Linked DNA regions of Ovis aries: region 1 is linked to region 2. The links are chromatin contacts, called in public Hi-C maps. All regions are on one chromosome and are shown on one strand. Each heading gives the region's core, a stretch centred on a gene start, on an enhancer-like site or on the middle of the called end of the contact. The rest is flanking DNA. Distances are from core to core; before and after follow the strand shown.

Evidence for each region. Hi-C and Micro-C count contacts between places; a contact is called where the count stands out from the background.
Region 1: a contact with region 2 is called in a Hi-C map of liver, with 3 times the contacts expected there. The contact joins two enhancer-like sites. A contact is called at or near these places in 12 of 16 Hi-C or Micro-C datasets (blood, hypothalamus, liver and 6 more).

The regions. Positions count from the first base shown.
Region 1 is chr2:28,640,385-28,643,695 of ARS-UI_Ramb_v3.0, reverse strand. BICD2 (BICD cargo adaptor 2) reads right to left here. Exons shown (of 6, transcript XM_060409036.1): 4 at 2,654-3,311; 5 at 2,254-2,405; 6 at 1-636. The coding sequence ends at 327. Among named protein-coding and RNA genes, the nearest start is that of IPPK, 15 kb to the left of the region's middle. Within about 2 kb of position 1,790, at least 4 of the 54 cell types and tissues checked have an H3K27ac peak or open chromatin away from gene starts, as enhancers often do.
Region 2 is chr2:28,553,203-28,556,373 of ARS-UI_Ramb_v3.0, reverse strand. It overlaps LOC121818603 (a long non-coding RNA gene), which reads left to right. Exons shown (of 3, transcript XR_006058588.2): 3 at 1-372. Among named protein-coding and RNA genes, the nearest start is that of FGD3, 20 kb to the right of the region's middle. Within about 2 kb of position 1,288, at least 10 of the 54 cell types and tissues checked have an H3K27ac peak or open chromatin away from gene starts, as enhancers often do.

The DNA of each region.
Region 1 (3,311 bases), core at 541-3,040, 87 kb before region 2:
TGCAAGTTCTGCCCCTCCCAGTGGGAGCCAACAGCAACTGGGCCCTGAAGAGCCACATTCTTGCAAGGACGTGTGGCTCCAACCCCACCTTGACCACCCAACCAAGAGAGCAGCTGCTGTGAAGGGTGGTCCCGAGGGATGAGAAACAGACACAAAGCTTGCAGCGTCCAGGTGGAGTGGCAGGCTGCCTCTGCTAAATTCTTCCCTCTGTGCATTAGTCACGGTTAAGACCAGCCTAGCACCACAGTCCCGCTGCTGCCAGGTTAGTTGAGGTGAAGCGACAGGTGACGTGCGGCAGGTTAGCTGCAGCGTGTGACCTTGCGGCCCTAATCGCAGTAAATGTTATACTTCTCGCCACAGAGCACCTGGGCAGCAAGCCCAGCACCCTCAGCCCTGTCACTAGCACAGGCGCAGGTATGACTTACACTCGGGGGGCCAGGCTTGGCCTTGGAGGTGGCCTTGGCGCGGCCCCTCCGGGTCTGCTCGTGGTCCAGCTCGAGCAGCTCCAGCCGCTGGGTCAGTGCCAGCTTCTGCTGGATGGCCATGCGCAGCAGTGAGTTGAGTGTCTTCTTCTCATCCTCGGCAGCTGCTAGCTGCCGCTGCATCTCATCCAACTGTGTGATGTATTCGTCACATCTGTGGGGAGGCAAGAGGCAGAGCGTGGCTGAAGGACCTGGGAGAGCCAGCAGAGCACGTGACCATGGTCCCCATGCTGAGAGCTCCAGGTGCAGGCGTGCTAAGTAGTTTCAGTTGTGTCCAACTCTGTGCGGCCCTATGGACTATAGCCCATCAGGCTCCTCTGTCCAAGGGATTCTCCAGGTAAGAATGCAGGAGTGGGTTGCCATGCCCTCCTCCAGGGGGATCTTTCCGACCCAGGGATCGAACTAGCGTCTCTTAAGTCTCCTGCGTTGGCAGGAGGGTTCTTTACCACCAGTGCAACCTGGGAAGCCAAGCTCCAAGTGAGGAGACTATGATAATATTCATCAGCTTACTGAGCTACAAATGAAGAGGATGTGCCTTTCTGAGGTTTGGTTTTCTCCGAGAGGGATTCTCTAAAGCCAGTTTTCACTAAAGGAGGCAGTGGATGGTGCCCTTGAAGACCTCCAGCTGGCCCAGGGGAGCAAGTTAGGGGTGTGATGTCACTTGGCTCTCAGGATGTGGGGATAAACCCGAGGACAGGAATCTGTTTGTTCTTGGAATAGCCCAGGCACACAGCAGGTGCTTAGTAAGTCTGGGACAAACAGCCAACTAGGGCCTAGGAAAAGCACACGTGGGTGCCATAAACAGCCCCATTTGAGCATCTGCCAACTGACACGGGCCCTCTACCTGGGTAAGGATCTGGGCGAGAAATGCCCACTCTGGTCTGCCCCTGAGGGAGGGAGTGGCTGAGAGGTGGTGGTGGGCACACACACCCCACACCCCCATCCACCAAGGCCAAGGACCATCAGCAAGTTTCAACCTTTGCCCAGAGGTTTGCCATCTTGGCTCCATCTGAGAAGTCACAATTTTAAATAACGTAAGTTATGGGAGCAAAGGTCAACATACCATGTGCTACAGGACTAACTAAAATCTTTCCCAAACACTTTGCCCAGAAGGAGGGAGCTTTGTCCCCCTCCTCCCACATCGCTGCAATGCAGGGAGTGCCCAGCACCTTGACACAGGTGAAGCAGACCCTGAGCTCAGTTCCAACCTATTTAACCAGGAGTCTCAGCCCCCCAGCCCTGAGGACACACCAGGCCTCTCCAGAGAACGCCCCTGGTGCTTGACTGACTGTGGCCAGCAGATGGCACCAAGCCTCTCTGAATAGGGAGACACCCAGAACCAGGCCCCAAAGCAGCCTCCAGCTCCGCACTTGCCCAGGATTGCTGGCCACAGGACTGGCCTAAACAAAGATGCTGCCCACCACCCCCAACAAACTCCAACTGGTAGGGTCAGAGTGGGAGCACTATGACCTCACCACTGCTCAGAGGGGAACCCTTCTTCTAAAATATACGAACTTTCCACCAAGTTCTGGAAAGCAAGCTCCTCATTTGTTATCAGTGGCTTGCCCACTTTCCTGCTTCTCCTTCAAAGCTCAAGCCTCCAGCCTGGCCACTAAGGACCCACCCTCATAGCCTTTTGCTTCCAACTTCCTCATTTTACACCAAGTGGAGACAAAACTTGGGCCCCTGGGTTCTCACAAATAGCAGAAATGGAAATTTCCCACAGGGCCAGGTTCCCGGGCTGCCGAGCAGCAACAACAGAGAGCCATACCTGGTGGCAAACATAGCACGCAGCGAGGAGAAGGTGGCCGCGTCCTCCTTGAGGGCCTTGAGCTCGTTGCGCAGCTTCATCATGGTCTCAGTCACCATCGCCTTCTCGTTCTCGTACTTGCTCTTTAGGTTGGCAAGGGCCACCTCTGCCGTCTGGGGGGTCAGAGTTGTAAAAGACAGGCAGACGAGGTGTCAGGAGGGGTCCGCTGCCTTGGTGAGCACCACAGATCAAGGCCCCAACCAGCCCTGGGCCCGAGACCCAGCCCCTCCCCACAGCACTGAGGTGAGGTTTTCTCCCATCTTTTCTTAGAGCTGGGACAGGACAAGATGGGAAGCCAGGGAGGCTGAGAAAGCCCCCACCCACCTACCCACCCACTGCTGGACCCGAGCACCATGCACACCTGCTTATTGGCCTTGAGCACCGTGCGCAGGGTGGTGATCTGCTCCCGCTTGGTGCTGAGCAGCGACTTCAGCTTCAGGATCTCCTCCATGAGTGCCTCCCGGTCCTTGTCGGCAGCTGGGCCCAGCTCCTGTGAGGCCAGGCGCTGCCGTGACAGCTCTGTGGTGCGGTCCACGGCCGCCTGCAGGTGCCTGATCTGATCGCGGATGATGGCAATCAGGTTGTAGATGTTCATGGGCTCTCGGCGTGGGTCACTCAGGGGTGAGGGCAGAGAGGAGCCAGGCGAGGGGCTGCTGTCCCTGGCCCTACCCTCTGCGGGGGGTGGGCCCTTGGGCAGGACAGGTGAGCGGCGCTCACGGGTCTCAGGGCTACAGCTGCCAGTGCCAGCCGGGCCCTCACGGTAGTAGTCTAGCACCACACGTGTGGGTGTCTCATTGTTGCACATGCATACATGGTGGTAGAGATTGGCCAGTTCCTCGCTGAAGGTCACCAGCTCATCCTGGGCCACGCTCAAGCTGCCTTGTGTCTCGCCGGCAACATCGCTCACCTTCTTCAGCTCTGCCTGCAGCCGTGCCAGGAGCTCACGGTCCTGGCAACTGGCTTTCTCCAACAGGGAGACCTTCTCAGTGAGCGCCTGGCTCTCGGCCTCATGCCGGCCC
Region 2 (3,171 bases), core at 39-2,538:
CTTCCAATGAAGAACTATGTATCAACCAAAAAATTTTCATTATCAATAACTAAACATTTTTTTTTCTGAGAATCATTCTATTGGTGATGACAATACACATAAAACATAACTGCTCCTGAGTAACTAATAATTATCAAAGATTATAATTGTACAATATTGAGAACTTTAGCACAAAATATAATTATTGGAGGACAATTCCTCTACAATATTCTGTGGCCTCTGCCACACATCATCACGAATCTGCCACAGGTATACATATGTCCCCTCCTTCCTGAACGCCCTAATGAACATATTAGCACATTCTGTTTGCAAGTTGTTTTAATGCTACCACAAGTGTACATGTATAAATAAATTCATAGAGTGAGAAGTGAAGACTTTGAGGTTTCAAACCCTCTGTGTCCTCCCAGGCCCCTCACCAAGCGGACTTCAGTGGGCATTTGTAGGCTTGCAGACATTGAATTATGAAGATGTTTAATGAGGTCCTGGGCAGGGGAATGAAAGACACTCAGGTCCGGTGGGAAGCTGAGACACCACTGCTCAAGGCGTTGGCATACTGGGCCAGGAAAGATGGCTGGCCTGGGCAGTTTTCTGCTTCACACCCGTGCCCTAGGTCTGTTCAGTGCTGGCCAGTTGTGGTTTTCAAAAGTATGTGGCACACCATTCAGTCCAGGCTTATCACTTACAGAGGAATTGACCCCAGCGGGGCACATATCTCCTTGGTGATCTTGGCAGAAAGCTCCATGATAACCATATTCACCTTACTCACCTTACAGGTGCACAGTGGGAAACAAATGAGTAAGTCTGTGTCAAGTCACAGACAGGGCTCGGGAGCTGACATACCCTGAGGATCCAGGCTTCAGTTAGCGTTCTCCAAATGAGGGGTGCAGGCAAGCATGAGCGTAAAATGTGAGTGTGCAGGCAAGCCTGAATGTGAGAGACACACACCCCCCCCTACACCCATAGTCTCCAAACAAAGGACTCTTTAAGCAGATGAGTATTCCTTGTAGGCATGTGTTAAGTGTCCACACACTACATCATTGTGGTGATGAAGCATTTTAAATGCCCTGTTGCCACAGAATCTTCTAAAAAAAGTCTGCAAGAGAGAAGGTGGGTGGCAGAGGTGTTCAGAACAAGAAACAAGGCCCCTCACACCCTGCCAGGGCCTCCTCCTTGGCCCATGGTTGTAGAGACTCCCTGGCCCTACAGGTCCCACCAGCTCATCGCCCACCCTCCCCCACCCTTCCTGTTGCCATGGTGACGGTCGGCATCCCAGGCTGCGGGCTGCGGGCTGCACTCCCCTCACCCCTCCTGCTGGCTCTGGAGGAGCAGGCGGGCTTTGTCAGGGCTCAGCGTCTCCTTGCAGCTGTGAGATTAGACAGAAAAGAAAAGAGCCTGCCGTGGGTGCCACTGGGGCCCCTTGAGGCCTGGAACAGGGAGGCAGGGCCACTGCAGACCACCAGCCCCGAGCTCGTGGGGTTCCTGCCAGCCTCACCCTGGACTAACTGCCCACAGCACAGCGTGCCCAGAGAGAGGAGGCCTGCGGCGCCCCAGCGTGGGAGACTGGGGTGGCTTCCTGCTCCTCGGTGACCTGCCTGGGATCTCAGGCAGCAAGCTGTCCCAGGCAGGAGTGGCCAGTGGGGCTGCCCAGGCCTGTGGGTGCCCCCTGTCTCTGCTTGTTTGTGAGTTTCATGGGTTTCCTCTCCAAGGGAAGGCGGTGAGTAGACCAATGCCTGAAAAGGGGAGAGTTTTTCTCGTTTCGAGCGGCGTTGAAATCCTGGGTGTCACTTCCCTGGGTTCCTTGGGTGCTGTTTATTCTCCGGGGTTGTCGTTCTGGGGTTGGAGTGCTCCTGCTGCATAACTTGAGGAGGGGGTCTATCTCCATTTGAGCACACCACAGTCTAGGCTTGACAACCTGGGCTGACTTTGCTGAGCGGTCCCTGGCTCTTGAACAAAATTGTCCAGAATATTTTTTGAACAAATGTAGGATGTTGGGTTCTGTGATGGGGCCTGGTTTAATTCTGGATTTCCCTCACCCTCACCCCACTCTTTCTTTTTTTTTCCCCCCTTTTTAAATGGATGGGAAGGGAGTAGACTAGGTGCTTTAGAAATACCCCTGCGTGAGGTTGCCAGGATAACAGGGATTTCATATGTCAGGATTGTCTTTTTTTTTAAAGTAGACTTTATTACTGTTATTTTAGTTTTAGGTTCACAGCAAAGCTGAGGGGCAGGTAGAGAGATTTCTCATATAACTCCCCAGCCGCTTCTCCCTGCCTCCCCCATTGTCAGCATCCCTCACCAGGGCAGTGTGTCTGTTACAACTGATGAACCTACTTCGACACATCATAATCACCCAGAGTCCACGTTTTACATTAGGGTTCACTCTAGGTGTGTACATTCTGTGGGCTTGGACAAATAGCAGGTATCCACCTTCATAGTATTGTACACGGTAGTTTCACTGCTCTAAAAATCCTTTGTACTCCACCTAGTCATCCCTCCTCCCTTAAACCCCGGCAAGTCCTAACTCAGGAATTTTTCCAGAATGTCACACTGTTGGAATCATACAGTCTGTAACCTTTTCAGATTGTCTTCTGTCACTTAGTAACCTGCATTTTAGGTTCCAGAGTTGTCTTATTATTTCTCTTTCTCACTTACTTTCTTTTATATTAAGAAAACCAGCCCTTCAGATAAATGTGGATAAGGGGATTTTTTTCTCTAAAGAGAGTGTAAAGTGCTTATTCCCAGGTTCTTGGTGACCCCAGGCTGTCCCTGGCTCTTTGGTGGTGGGTTCCCTATCTACATCTATGAATCAGGACAGTGAGAAGGTGTAGGCTGTCGTTGTGGGTTTCTAGGGTGACTGGGGGATGCAGCGTCACTGCTTGAATTAGCTTGAAGTAAAAAGAATGAGTCGGTGTGGGGGGTCTGTGCACACATGTGCTCAGACTCAATTCAAATGACAGCAGCTCACCTCAACCCCAGATAGGCTGTTCACGAGAGGTGATATTGTGCAGGCTTATTTTGTGGCTTTTCCTTCCCTGTGTCTAGCCAGTTGGTCAGCTGAAGGCCAGCTGTCTTTGGATGCAGCGCCTGCTCTGTGTAGACAAGAGGGTGATAGGCAAGCCAGGTTGGGCTGGATCCCACTGGCACAGAGAACCCATCAAGCAGAGCTTGGGT